Regions from separate parts of the Mus musculus genome. Here region 2 is linked to region 1. Evidence: chromatin contacts called from public HiChIP or PLAC-seq data. All regions are on one chromosome and are shown on one strand. Each heading gives the region's core, a stretch centred on a gene start, on an enhancer-like site or on the middle of the called end of the contact. The rest is flanking DNA. Distances are from core to core; before and after follow the strand shown. Region 1 holds the start of M5C1000I18Rik (RIKEN cDNA M5C1000I18 gene). Region 2 holds the start of 9530091C08Rik (RIKEN cDNA 9530091C08 gene).

Evidence for each region. HiChIP or PLAC-seq counts read pairs in DNA pulled down with a chosen protein or histone mark.
Region 2: a contact with region 1 is called in an H3K27ac HiChIP or PLAC-seq map of embryonic stem cells, with 6 times the contacts expected there. The contact joins the promoter of 9530091C08Rik here to the promoter of M5C1000I18Rik in region 1. A contact is called at or near these places in 2 of 39 promoter capture datasets (the 3T3-L1 cell line and cranial neural crest), 2 of 115 datasets of contacts at active chromatin or transcription factors (both in embryonic stem cells) and 1 of 9 other capture datasets (embryonic stem cells).

What each region holds. Positions count from the first base shown.
Region 1 is chr9:67,757,433-67,764,449 of GRCm38.p6, reverse strand. M5C1000I18Rik (RIKEN cDNA M5C1000I18 gene) reads left to right here and starts at 4,220. Exons shown (of 2, transcript NR_153961.1): 1 at 4,220-5,302; 2 at 5,407-5,737. It overlaps C2cd4b (C2 calcium-dependent domain containing 4B), which reads right to left and starts at 5,013. Exons shown (of 2, transcript NM_001081314.2): 1 at 4,934-5,013; 2 at 3,517-4,766. The coding sequence starts at 4,726. The coding sequence ends at 3,704.
Region 2 is chr9:68,760,763-68,767,779 of GRCm38.p6, reverse strand. 9530091C08Rik (RIKEN cDNA 9530091C08 gene) reads right to left here and starts at 2,434. Exons shown (of 1, transcript NR_033299.1): 1 at 1-2,434. The region is part of intron 1 of Rora (RAR-related orphan receptor alpha); the gene reads right to left.

The sequences.
Region 1 (7,017 bases), core at 2,971-5,470:
AAGCTGCTCCTTCACACCATCACACGATGGCCTCTCAGGGCCTCCCTAGGGCAAATATGACCTTGCTACATATTGCTTGGCCTCAGCAGACATTTGGAGCCCTCATCCAGACCTCCAAAGCCCTGTTCTCATGGATTTCAACAACACGGACATTCCCTTCTTTTCTGGTCTAAGCTTCCACACTGCCACCAGCTGCCGATGCTTTCTGTCTTCTATACCCTGGCATCTCCTTTATTGAATTTTGGAATGTTGCACTGACTCAGAGTTTGGTCCACCTGCTCTTTCTGTTTATCCCATCTTTCCTTTCTACATTCAGTTTGGGCAATCAATGATTGATTAGCTAATGTGTGCTGTACTCTGTTTTAGGTGTCTGAGACAAAGCAATGACTATGTAAGCCAAATTTCTGCATTTGTAAAGCATACATTGTCATAAAAAGGAAAATGTGCAAACTACACAGTAACTGTGTAATACACCATTGGGTAGTAACAGTGACACACACAGGAGGGTGGAAGAAAAGGAAAATAAAGAATTGTAAGGGCAAGAGGACAGGGGTACCAGCTATGACTTTGTGAAGAGGTGACGTTCTCATAAGAGTAAAGTAAAACATGAGGCAGATGAGTCAAGGACAACTACACGAGACTGGAGTGACAGAAGACATGTTTGTGACCTTGAGAGAAGGCTCAGTAAGTAAACTGCTTGCTATCCCAGCCTCAGTCCCCGAGTTTGGATCACCAGAACCCATATAAAGCTAGCATAGTGCTTCTATGTTGAGATGGGCCACAGAGGTAGGAAAATCCCTGGAAGCTTGCAGGGCACCTGACCCAGAGTGTACAGAGGCAAACAAAAAGACTCTGACCCAGATAAGGTGAAAGGTGATGGTTGATACTGTAAGATCCCCGAAGCTGGGCCTCTGCTCAAATTCTGGGATGAGCTGGTCAGCACCCCAATGACGCTAGAGAAAACCTCACCTGATGCAAACTGCAAGAGGTTTTATTATCAGCTAGCTGAGGACGAACTCCTCGAGCCTTGCAGGGCAGGGGAGTTTGACCCCAAGTGGTAACAGTAAGGGGCTTTTAACAGCTAGCTGAGGAATTGGGAGGAGTTGGGAGCAGTTGGGAGGGGAGTTGGCTACAGCTCCTTTCTGGGGGCGGGGGGAGCTGCAGCCTCCCCTCCAGCATCTATCTCCATGTCCTTGTAGGTCTTCCTACAATTATCGCATCTCTGGCTGTTAGGCACAGAAACAAAAAGGCTTTTTGCTGGCTATAGAGAACAAAGAGCTTTTTTTCTGGCTGCATTTTTAGAGATCAGGGAAAACAAGCTTGGGGAACGTCCAGGGGCTTTACCTTCCAGGGAGAAACACTCTAAGTCGGGGTCTCACAATATCTAAGGTTAACATGGCAAGTGCACATCTGTACTCACACATATGAACACACACACACACAGAGATGAGCATGTGCCCACCCATGCAAGTATATGCACATGCACACACAGAGATTTAAAAAGAAAGCATGATTGTGCCATTTATAAAGGACTAGGAAAGATGATACTGGGAAGAAACATAGAGTTTTGGCTTAGAGCTATGAATACAACTTGCTGAGGCATTATAACATTGTAGTAAGGGGCTAGTTAGTTACACTTTCCTTTTGGAATTCCTTTTGGAATTTTTCCCTTCTCAAGGACAGAAATCTTCCTGGCTACTTGTCTTTCATTTGCCGCTCTCCAAACCTGTTACCTTCCTTAGTTGTTTTGTTTGTTTGTTTGTTTGTTTGGGGTTTTTTGCTTTGTTTTGGTAGTTACTGTAATAAAACTTGGGGTTTTTTTGTTGTTCTTTCTTTTTTTTTCTTCCTAAGTTTTATTTATTTAGCTATCCACTTGTGTATATTGTTCATAGCTGTGCCCTCTGTTCTTAGTATGACACTTATTGCAAAGAAGAGGCTCAAATGACTTGTGAGACAGCACAGGGTAGGCCAGTCATCTGGAGCAGCCAGGACACCTTGGTTCCTGTCTAAGGTCAGCTTTGTGTGCTAGCTACATGGCTCTGTGGAAATATATCTGGAATGAGTTCTCGGTTTTCAGTTATATGATTTTTAAGCACTAATTTGTCCACTGAAAATTATATTTAAAAATGCAGGATTTGTGATCGTACTCAGGATTTTAATAAGCTCTTTCTGGGCTGGGGAGACAGCCCAGGTGTTAAGAACACTGGCTGCTGTGATCCAGGACCTAAGTTCAGATCCTAGAACTCAAGTCAGATGGCTCACAACTTCCTGTATCCCCAGCTCCAGGGCATCTGGTACTTCTGGCCTTACTGGTATCTGCCCTCTAGTGCACATGCATACATCTATACATAATTTTTAAAAAATAATAAAAATAGACCTATTTCAAAAATTCTTGGGAGCTAGAGAGATGACTCAGTAGTTAAGAGAACAGACTGCTCTTCCTGAAGACCTGTGTTCAATTCCCAGCACCCATGCGGCAGCTCACAGCTGTCTGTAACTCCAGGATCTGACACTCTGGCACAGATATACATGCTGACAAAACACCAATGCACATTAAAAAAAAAGTGAACAAGAAAATAAAAACTTCTTAGAACCTCTTAGAACCCACAGCTCAAGAAATAGACAACTGATTTTAACTCATCTAGGAAATCCTACTGAAAAAACTAATCACTGTGTAACTGAAACACAGCTGAATGGGAACAAGGCCACAAAACCAGCTTGTTTACAGAGGCCACAAAGATCCCCCCCAGGAAGAAACAAAAGGAATGCCCACCCCCACCATCACCTTGAACTCCTATTTTCTTCCTTTACCTCTGCTCGCACAATATATGAAGAATTCTCTTTCAAAAGGGTTCTATTTCTTCTCAGAGGGGATTCTCTTCACCAACGCCATTGTACTAGAAGAGAGTTCTATGTGCATTATATGTGCATTGAAGGGAGAGTGGAAATTACACCACCTAACTCTGTAAAAACATTGTAATAGATCTGTCTGGAATGATGTTGAAAACATTATCACAATATCGTGTGTGCACAATTGCCCTCAGAGGTCAAGTTACAACCTCTGATGTTGTTCAATTGTCATCCACCTTATTCTTTGGGACAGGGTCTCCCATTGGTCACCAATAAGGCTAGACTGGAGAGTTATCAAACACCAAGGATGTAGCTGCTTGTCTATCCCTCTCCAGCCTTGCGCTTACAATTGTGTATCACCGGCCTCAGCTTTTTAAAGATAGGTTTACCAGGACAGGATTCAGTACATCTCGCCTGCATGGCAAGCACTTCACCAGTGAATGAACCTTCCTTCCAGTGGGGAAAAGCAAGCATGTGAGTGTGCTTCTGTTCTTATTCTTCCACTCTGGGGTAAATACGTTCTTTACGTTGTTGGTTTTCCCTTTTTACTATTAAAATGGTCTGGAAAAGGAGCAGATACTGTAAATAGACGGGGGGGGGGGCATTACTTTTCCTTTTGCTTCCAAAAAGCGATCAGAAAAGTGAAAAAACATCAATGCTGCAAGATTATAGATAGAAAAATAAATAACTTTTATTTTGTACAAAAGGGAAAGTGCACCAGAGCCAAAAGGCTGTTGTGTGTGTCCCGGGGATAAGCCACTGTCAAGAGGCCTTGAGTATCTGAGGGCCAAGAGTCTCTGTGCATCTCAAGGCGACTCAACCTTAAATGTCCAGAGCACCAGGGAAGCCGCGCTCATAGCAGTAGCAGAGAGCCCAGCAGCAGCTCGCCCTGGCCCAGCGGTCGTCCGCGCTCCAGCCCGCGGCCCTTGCTCTCCGCCTTGATGCGCACGGCCAGGCGGCGCAGCTGCTCCTCCGGGAGCCGATCGAAGCAGCAGTCCTGGTCCAGGGCGGCCTTGCGGCTGCGGCGGACCACACTGGCGCGCTGCTGGCCCGACGGCCTCAGCACCAGGCTGAGGCGGCAGCCCAGGGCGCGGGGCTCCAGCGCGGCGGCCGGGCCCTCAGCGCGCAGCAGGCGGAGGCGGAGGCAGGCGCTGCGCGGACAGTACTCGGCCGCCAGGCGCAGCGTGCAACCCCCGCGGCCCAGAGCCACGCTGGCTTCAGCTTGCAGGCGCTCGGGATCCGGGCTGCTGGGGACCGGGGGCGCGCAGGAAGCGGCGCGCTCGTGCTCGTCGCCGCGGGGCGCGGGGCGCGCGCTGGCCCGGCCGCGGGGAGCCCGCAGCGCGCGGCTCAACAGACCATCGGGGGCGCGGAGGAGGCGGCGCATACGGGGCACTGGAGCGGCTGGTGGGGTTTTGTCCAGGTCGCGCGGGGCGCCGAGCTCAGAGTCCGATGCTCGGCGCGGACTCGCGTAGGTGTGCGCACGGTGGCAAAGTCCCAGCCTGGGGGTGCCGGGGTGGCCGAGGAAGAGCGACTCCTTCCGGCGCGTGTGCGGGCTCTCGAGCAGCGCGCAGAAGCCGTAAACGGTGCGCGCGCGGGGCAGGTGCGGCAGCGAGAGCGCAGCCTGGGAGCGCGGGTCCCAGTCGGTGCGACCCGCGCAGTCTTCGTCACTGTCTTCGCGGTCGTCAGGGATGCGCGGCCACAGGTCCGGTTCGGCCGCGCAGCGCCAAGGCAGTGCGGCAGCGGGAAGCGGTGATTCGAGAGCGCCGGGGACCTGCAGCCGCGGGGGGATGCAGAACTCTGGGATGCGGCCCGGGGTGAGCACGTTGGAGAAGGCAGGCTCAGGAGTGGAGGAGCGAAGTCGACCGAGAAGCTTCATCCTTCTAGCTTATGCCCGAGCGTGGCGGATACACGAGCGTCTGCAACACAGAGAAAAACTGTTGAATTTGGGCTCCTGAAGTCCAGTGGATCCCTTCTTTGACCCTCTGGAAGTACCCACAAATCTAGGGCTCCGGGTCAGCACGAATCAACCTTTGGAGCATCCTCATGGTAACAAACTATATACATGAATATATAGAAATCAGACCTTTTCTTCTTCAGTCTCGCTGGGTCCGACTAGTCGCAGGAACGAAGCAGGTGACGTGTAGTTCACAGCTAGGGCTCCACCTTCAGCACTGCAGCTGTGACAGTGGCGCTCCAAACTTATACCTTAGTGGAAGTCACGCCCAGGCTCCAAGAGGCCAATCCGAAGAGGTAACAGACCGAACCCGCCTTTCAGCCGTCCCTTCCCACTAAATCTCCAGCTGCTAGCTGTATAGGTGTCGCAGGAGCTGGCTCTGGGACTTACATTGGCTGTCCCTTTGCTGGAGCGCCATTTACAGATGAGTAAAGGGCATCCTGTCACCATGCGAAAGAGAATTTGGTAGTTCAAAGTGTTTGTGGCCTCTCAGAGAAGGTGAGGAAGGAGGAAGAAACGTGAAGTTGAATTTAGCAACTAAGTAAATCCGATCCTTCCACTGGGCACCTGACTCATAAGCTCCCCTGGGTTCTATTTTTCAGGATGCATACCTGTTTCCAAGCACAGACTAAACTTGGCATGTCCGTTTAGGATGGGGTTATGTGCAGAACGTTTTGCGAAATTGAAAACGCATTAGTCCGCCTACGTTTAACATATCCAGACTGCTTGGATTCGACACTGGACTAAAAGGTTGGAGTAAAGTGGTTGCATTCACTTTAATTCAAAAATCGTAGATACTGACTAAGTCCCGGGTCAGCAGCTTAGTTAGCCTCTGTCTCCCTCTGCTGGACTGTCCTTGATATCACCATGGTCTGGGCTACCTGATGCCCTAAGTACTGGTGATTTGGGTAAATAAATAAAGTGCAAAATCCTATGAATGACTTGGGGGGAGATTTTGGGCAGATCCCTAAAAATACTTGATTTTCCAAAATTACCCTTTTCTTTCTGCCCTAGCCAAACCTATCCAGAGGCAGGGGGTTGGGGTGATGGGGAAGTGGAGGTCGGTGGGGATAGACAGGGGGACCTTACAGTTAATCCAAAGACACTCTTATTTTCTGAGATAAAGATGAAATGAGGCCGGCATGGTGGCGCATGCCTTTAATCCCAGCACTCGGGAGGCAGAGGCAGGTGGATTTCTGAGTTCAAGGCCAGCCTGGTCTACAAAGTGAGTTCCAGGACAGCCAGGGCTATACAGAGAAACCCTGTCTCAAAAAACCAAAGTAATAACAATAATAATAATAAAAGAAAGATGAAATGAGGGTTTGGGGAAGCTCCACGAAGGCTAAAGAGAGCCTCTTAGTATGGAGATCTGCTCTGTGTCTGCCATGTGCTACTTCCCGGGGCTGAAATGCCTCTTCTTTGTTTTGTGTCTTCTAAGGGGGTGGGAAATTATGAATGACCCCCAGGACTCACACACAGCAAACAAATACTGCTACTGAATCACATCCCCAGACCTACTGAGTTATTTTGAGAGAGGTCCTTGCTAAGGTGCCCAGGCTGTCCTTGAATTCAGTGTAACCCAGGCAGGCTTTGAACTTGCAGTCCTTCCTGAGTGCTGGAAATACCGGCAGAGGCCACCAGACACAGCTGACTTTTAACTTTCTGTATGCATCAGCCCTGACAGGAACTGTTGGGACCCTGCAAGCCTCAAGAGGGGCAGGGGAAAGATCCATGCAAGAAAAAGACTGAAACTTGAGTCAGCACCACCTTTGAAAGTGGAAGAGTTTGACCCCAGGGTTGATTTTTATCTTACGTTTTAAATACAGTAAAATGTTGGAGAAAGGTTTCCGGGTGACATTTAGAACAAAGCTTTAGGCATAGTGACATAGGAACTCCCTAGCAAAGTAGGAAAGCGCCTGTGACCTTTACGATAGGAATGGGTTCTGTTGACTGCTGACCAGTGCTCCTGGCTAGGGGCTAAGGAGTAAGGATGTATACTCGGCTTAAGGATGGAATCTATTGGTAGATGATGCAAAGTACATGGGACCTCCTTCAGGAGGAAGGGTTCTATTTGCTGAGACAAAGCTCGGGACTAAGGGGAATCAGAAAAGCTGGCTCCCTAGAATAGTAAAAAAAAAAAAAAAAAAAAAAAAAAAAATCACCAGGTTGTCAGCCACCATCCACTCCCCCCTTCTGGGTGACCAGGCATCAGT
Region 2 (7,017 bases), core at 1,185-3,684, 1.0 Mb before region 1:
TAGAGGGAGAGCCTAGAGAGATGTCATTAGGAACGAACAGCTGGAATGCCAGGGGTAAAGGTGGAGAGAAGCCACCCCTTCCATCACCTCTGAAGTGGCACTACCTTTGCAGAAGAAGGCAGAAGGAATGGTTTGCTCTGTTTTTCTTTTCCTTTTTTTTTTTTCACATATAAAATCAAGTCAGAAAGAAGTCAGATTGCATTAAAAATTTTCAAAGTACGTTTTTGTTGGTTTTAGTTTTCTGAGACAGGGTTTCTCTGTATAAGTCTCACTGTCCTGAAACTCTTTCTCTCTAGAACAGGTTAGCCTCGAACTCAGTGATTTTCCGGCCTCTGTCTCCTGAGTGATGGGGTTAAAGGCATGACTACCTGGCTCTAAATGCATTTGGAAATGCCTAAGGCGGAGAGGTCAGGTCTTAAGGCTCACCTCACCTCTTCCTTCCTGTGAAATGAGGGCAATACTTCACCAGCTTACCAATACTTCACCAGCTTACCAATACTTCACCAGCTTACCAATAACATGAAGTTAAGGTGCAAGAGGAAAAGAAAAGAAAAAAAAAAGACTAATACATGAGGGTTTGGGATCTTGGAGGATGATTTAAAGACAAGGTGTTGGCATAAGTCCTACATTTGATTCAGATAATTCAGAAGAGTTTTGTGGAGTGATCTACATAAACAAAGAAACAGAGGCAGGGATGACTCGCCCAAGGACAGGATGGCTTCTCAAAAGTATTCTACAGGTAACGGTTGATCAGGATGTGTCACAGCGCATTCGTATGTGCTTGTATATGTGGGTGGATGCATATGCATGCATGGATGCATGTGCATGTTTGTAAGTGTGTATGTGTATGTGGGCTAAGGAATGGTATACTGGCTGCTTTTGTGTGTCAATTTGACACAGCTGGAGTTAGAGAAAGGAGCTTCAGCTGGGGAAGTGCCTCCATGAGATCCAGCTGTGGGGCATTTTCTTAATTAGTGACCAAGGGGTGAGCATCCCTTGTGGGTGGTACCATCTCTGGGCTGGTAGTCTTGGGTTCTATAAGAAAGCAAGCTGATCAAGCCAGGGGAAGCAAGCAAGCCAGTAAGTAACATCCCTCCATGGCCTCTGCATCAGCTCCTGCTTCCTGACCTGCTTGAGTTCCAGTCCTGACTTCCTTTGGTGATGAACAGCAGTATGGAAGTGTAAGCCGAATAAACCCTTTCCTCCCCAACTTGCTTCTTAGTCATGATGTTTGCGCAGAAATAGAAACCCTGACTAAGACAAATGGGTTCAAAGCCAGTGAAAATTAAAGGATGACTGGGATGGCAGCCTAGCAGGTATGAGGTCCTGGGTTCACTCCCCTAGAACTGAAAAAAAAAAATCAAACTAATTCTGTCTCTTCCTGTATCCATCACAGTTCATTCTCACGGGTGACATCGATGGCAGCAGGAAGCCAGAGTGCCAGAACTGAAGTTGGTGACTCACATGCCTGGTGTGCTGGCTCTGAGGATATAAAGATACAGTGACAGCCAATGTGTGAAGCAAGAAGCTATAGCTCTGTGGAGGAGACCAACATCCACTCACTGGACAGCTCAAGAGAAGGGGCAAAGTCAACAGAAAGAGGGGTACAAATGAAAGGGGTGCCTGATGGTGAGGGACAGGAGTTCTGTGAAGCCGAGGTGATGGGTAAAGTATGAGAGGAAGCACGATGAATCGGGAGAAGAGAAAAGTCAGTGTGGACAGCCATGTGCACACAACAAAGCCCATCAGAATCACTGGGAGGAAAACCTCCTGAGGCCAAGTGTACCTATTTTGATTTGGAAGTGGTTAGGCATGGGGTTATGCTGATGTTATCCTATGTCAAAATCCTTAAGCTACAGTCTTAAGATTTAAGTAGCTTACTGTCTTCTTAAAAAAATGTATTTATTTTTATTATATGTATATTAGTGTTTGCCTACATGTATGCATATGTGCTGTGGACATGCAGTAACTGCAGAGGCCAGAAGAGGGCATCAGATCACCTGGGACTGGAGTTACAGATGGCTGTGAGCCCCCATGCTCAATCTTAGCCACGGAGCTACCTTTCCAGCCCTGTACTACCATCTTGAATCAAAGCTAAATGTGGGCTCCATCTTCCACCAATCAAGTCAGACTTTGACAGGTACTCAGTGGAGAAGGTCATTGTTGCAGGAAAAGATTGTTTTGATTGTCATTTGTTTTGTTTTAAATCTGCCCATTTAAAGGTTATACGTCGTCATGTGTGTATTTGTTTGTGTGTGTGTGTGTGTGTGTGTGTGTGTGTGTGTCTTATGCATGCAACTGCACATTCACATATGCACATACACTTGTGTATGGAAGCCAAAGGTCAACCTTGCCATCCTCAGTCATTTTCTACTTTGTTTTGTTGTTGTTCATTCATTTGTTTGTTTGTTTGTGAAGAAACAAAGTCTCTTGATTTTACCAGGGATCCCCCAGTTGAGCCGGCCTGTCTGATCCGTGAGCTCCAGGATCCATATGTTTCCACTTCCCTGGTGCACACCACCACATCTGACTTAACTGTGGGTTCTGGGGAGGGCTTCAAACTCATGTCTTCATGCTCATGAGGCAAGCGTTGTTTCAACCGAGCCAACTCCCTAGGCCCTAAAGCATTATATTTTATGATCTAGTAAAGCGATTGAATAAAAATAACTAAGATATAATGAAGGGTTTGTTAGTGCTCTTAAAAAATATCATTGTCTCTAATCCCTCAGGTTATGAAGTAAAATAAACTAAGTCACAGCCACGCTATTCTAGAAGAGGGAACTTGGGTTTAGAGAGGTCCCTCTCTTGCCCCAGGGTAGAGTGCTAGCAGGAGGCAGAGCTGAGGGCTGTATGCAGTGCAGGGATGTGCTTAGCTCCTGAGAGAGATTCAGACAGCATCCTTTCTGAAGGGAAATTACAAAAATACCATCCCATAACTTTGGAAGCCCACTCCCCCACTGTGATTCAGGCTCTAACAATGTCTAAAAGACAGAGCCTCTGCTGCTACAGGGACAATTTCTGCAACCCAGAAAGTCCGAAGTCAGCAATGATTAAATTGCCCCTTGAAACACTTAGCCACTCACACGTCTCTTTGTCTTTGGGGTCTCATCTCAGCAATTCGTTTCGGCTTCCATGTGCACCAGAACCTCAAATCTGTCATGCTGAGGATGAGAGGAGATACACTCCTAACAAGACCCTGGGCAGGGCTGGGGCTGCCCGCTGTCCTGACTTCCAAGGAGCCACATTCTTCACGAGCAGGTAACGAAGCTCATAGGAGCGAAAGGAAACCGTACAAAAGCAGAAAATGACAATTCAGAACCTGAGACCATAGAGTGACGGCATTAAAGGAAGCCCTCAAAGCCCTCAGCAATGTAGCTGACAACAGAGAAAGGATGACGCCTGATAAAAAGGCCCAAGTAGATGTTATAATAAGGACCCCTATATACATACCACAGGCTATAAAATTATGGTAGCATTAAAAGTGATAATATCATAATACCATCATGCCTGTGTATATGAGATCCTGAGCAATATAAGATGGGTCGCTTCAGCATACAGCTAATACTGCCTAGAAACACCAGGGAAATAAGAACCACATGTAAGAGGAAAAATATTTGCTTGGTATTTCTGGATCACCTCTCTTGCTGTTTGCAAGAGAGTAACCAGGGTTTCCGGCTGGCGGCTCAGCAGTTCTGTGCCCTCGGAGAACTCCGGTCTCTCTCCAGCCAGCCTCTGCTGCTGTGGCTGGAAAGTTAGTGTGATATTGCTCCCTCTTATTCTTCATTTCCCTGCTCTGTGCTGATGGTCCTACAATGGGCAATGGGGGAGGGGCTCGGTTCCACTGTGGGGAAGAGCAGGAACTAGGTACAGCTTCTAAGGGAAGGGCAATGTGGACAGATGCCACGGTGGCCATTATTCCAGACAGAGGACCACAGAGCTAGGATGTGCTGGGAAGTGTCTATTCCAGACTTTTAAATTCGAGGGAACTGGGATTCAGCCAGAGAGCTGACTTATATGAAGCCCCACTGGCTTTGTGGCAGCGCAGGCAAAGTCTTTGCTCCATTTGACACAAGGGTCTAGTCTATCGAAAGCCCTTTCCCAGTCATACTCTTAGAGCTACCCTCTGAAGACGCTAGGAATGCGGCTCAATTAGAACACTTTGCCAGCATCTACGAAGTCCCGAGTTTGATTCCTAGCATTGCATAAACCGACTGTGAAGGTCACATTCCTGCAGTCCTGGTGCTTCGGAGGTAGAAACAGGGGGATCAAAATTTCCTGGGCCATCCTCCACTACATAGGGATGTGGAGGTTAGCCTGGGATACTCGAAACTCTATCTTAAACAAAACAGAAACAAACAAACAAACAAACAGCACATCAAAAGTATCTCCTTTGTCTGTGAAAGCAGACTATGAGGATGGAAGGTCTTCTCCAACTTCCTAGGACAGATGGTGGACTGGGTGATTGGAATCTTCCAGTACCCAGAAAATCATCCCCCATACCAGGTATGTGGTTAGAAGGCAAAGACGTCTATGACGGCTCCAGTCCCCAAACTTGGCCACTCCTCTCTGCCCACGCCCCAGACATGACCGGCATGGTTATTGAATGAAATATATTCCCAGAGCTCCAGGCAGACTTGTAATGAGAAAATTGAGACAAAGGGCTGAGGGTGTGTGGACCCTGGCAAGAAGCTATATTACAAAGGTAGGCCACTTTCACATTCATTTGCACATTTTTCCTCATAAGAAAATTAGGCTTTAATGTAACCTCAATTCCAACCTTGTTGCTTTATCGCCTAAAGCCCATTACAGAGCGATTTCCCAGGGCCAGAAACTTATGATTGGAGGTCAGGAGGCTGGGGTTTTAATTGACTGGTGGCAGAACTTCTTTCTAGGGGGTTTCTGTCTTTACTCTGCCCTGGACTAAGTCACCAGCGATGGGGGTGGGGTATGTGGGCAGGAAGGATTCCTTTTAACAGGCCAAAACCAAGGGCTGAGTTAAGTGTCCCTGTTGGAGGGTGGCAAAACAGAAACACACGTCACAAAGGCACAACTAAAGCCTGAGACGTGACCACTAGAAATAAACAAAAGTGTGGACAGCTTGCCCTTTTCTCCCTTCCTCCTTACCCCCCACCCCCCAAGCTCAGTGTGATGGGCCTCACTATTTAACCCTGGCTAGCCTAGAACTCATTATGGTGACCAGGCTGATCTTGAACTCACAGAGATCTGGCAGCCTCTGGCTCCTGAGTTCTGGGATTAAAGTTACCAGCTAGCACTAAACCTGTCAGGGATCCCATGAAGATCCCCTAAAGAGTCTCCTGTGGCCCCCGAACCATTCATCTTCAAATGCTCTTAGGTAAAGCTAAATAAATGTTTTAGTCAATTGGCTGCAGGTCAGTAGGTAGGATGTTGGTAAAAGAAGAGATGCCTGGGTCCCCGCATCCCTTCAGAGATTCAGAACAGAACTGGTCTGGCGCAGGGTTGGGGTTCTGTGATTTAGTATCCTTATCCCTATGGGTGATGTTGACCTTACAGGTCCGTTAGATAAGCCTGTGATAAGTCAGATTCTCCAGGATGCTCTAGTCTCTGTAATGTCCTCCCGGCCCGTGTTCCCACCAGTGAAACTCAGTCCCTCCAGGTGACAAGCTGCTGTAAAGTCAGGAACTTTCCACTTTGGGCTATGCCCATATCTTCTAAGTCTCAGCTTGTTCTACTAAACAAAATTCTTATCAGGCTTCAGCCTCCGGTGATTCCAGGCAGACGGCCACCTGCAGCCAGAGGAAAGGTTTCCCTTCATCTGCATACCCCATGCTTTCTTACAAAGCAGACTTGCTGGGCTACTCCCCTGGGCCAGCGCCCCCACCCCACCCCCGGGCACCTCTCATCCTATTATGCAGTCGCACGGCTGGGCCTCCATTCAGGTATCTGCTCCTTTTCCTGGAAGCTGTTCCCTATCAGGGCCCAGAGATAATGCAACATGGGGGGAGAAATACTATTTTTGTATTCAGGTGGGTACAGCGTGTAATAATTCATGCTGCTGGGTTTTGTTTCCTATATATTTGGACCCTGACTGCAGTCTCCCTCCAGGCAGGAACAAAATGGATATCCTGGGAGATATCAGAGGAGGCAGACCTGTGATTCATGCCAATTCCAGCACCTTCTCTGCCAGCCTCCACCTCAGAAAGGAGTGTGGTGTTAGCCTCATAGTCTTGACCTTTCCGGAGGAAACTCAGGCAGACCCAAGGTCCAAACGGTGAACCAGAGGCTGGCTCTGCAGCAGACACATTCCAGAGAAGAATATGCACATTGTTTCTGCTATGAGCAATTCTCTAAAAGCCAGGTCTTTGCCTGGATTCGACTATTTTTGTGTGTGTGTTGTTGTTGTTTTGTTTTATTTTTCTCATAACCTTTCTGTAATTCCTTTCCTCTTCACATCTGGACTGGGCACAATAGAACTCCCATTCTAACCCATCCTGTGCTGCCAAGGAGCCTTGAAATGAACTCTAAGCAGAGGTAAGCCCGGCTCTGGGCCTCAGTTTCCCCATATGATAAGAAGACCCACTTCCCTGGAGATTGGCTAGCCTTCCATCTGAATTCAAAGACTATAACAGAACTCTTTCTTTATGCCACGCCATTCCTCAAGCTGATTTTGTAGCCTTTAGGCTATGAACACCCTCAGTATCTCCCCTTCCCCCAGACAATCTGTCCTCATTTACCCCTGCGGGAGAAAGGAGGGGGAGGAGGTGGTTTTTCATGGAGGGAACCAAAAGGATTTTGTTCTACTTTTTCTTTTCTTCTCTCTCTTTCTTTCCTTCCTTCTTTCTTTCTTTCCTTCTTTCTTTCTTCCTTTCTTTCCTTTCTTTCTTTTTTTTTTTTTGCATTGTCAACTCTTCCTTTAACAGTAGAAGTGAAATCAAATTGGCTGTAAAACGTAAGACTGCCTCTTTTTAAAAATCCATTAGATGTTATATTTTACACCTATTAACATTAATGTTCCTATCAAAAGCCAGTCACCTCAGT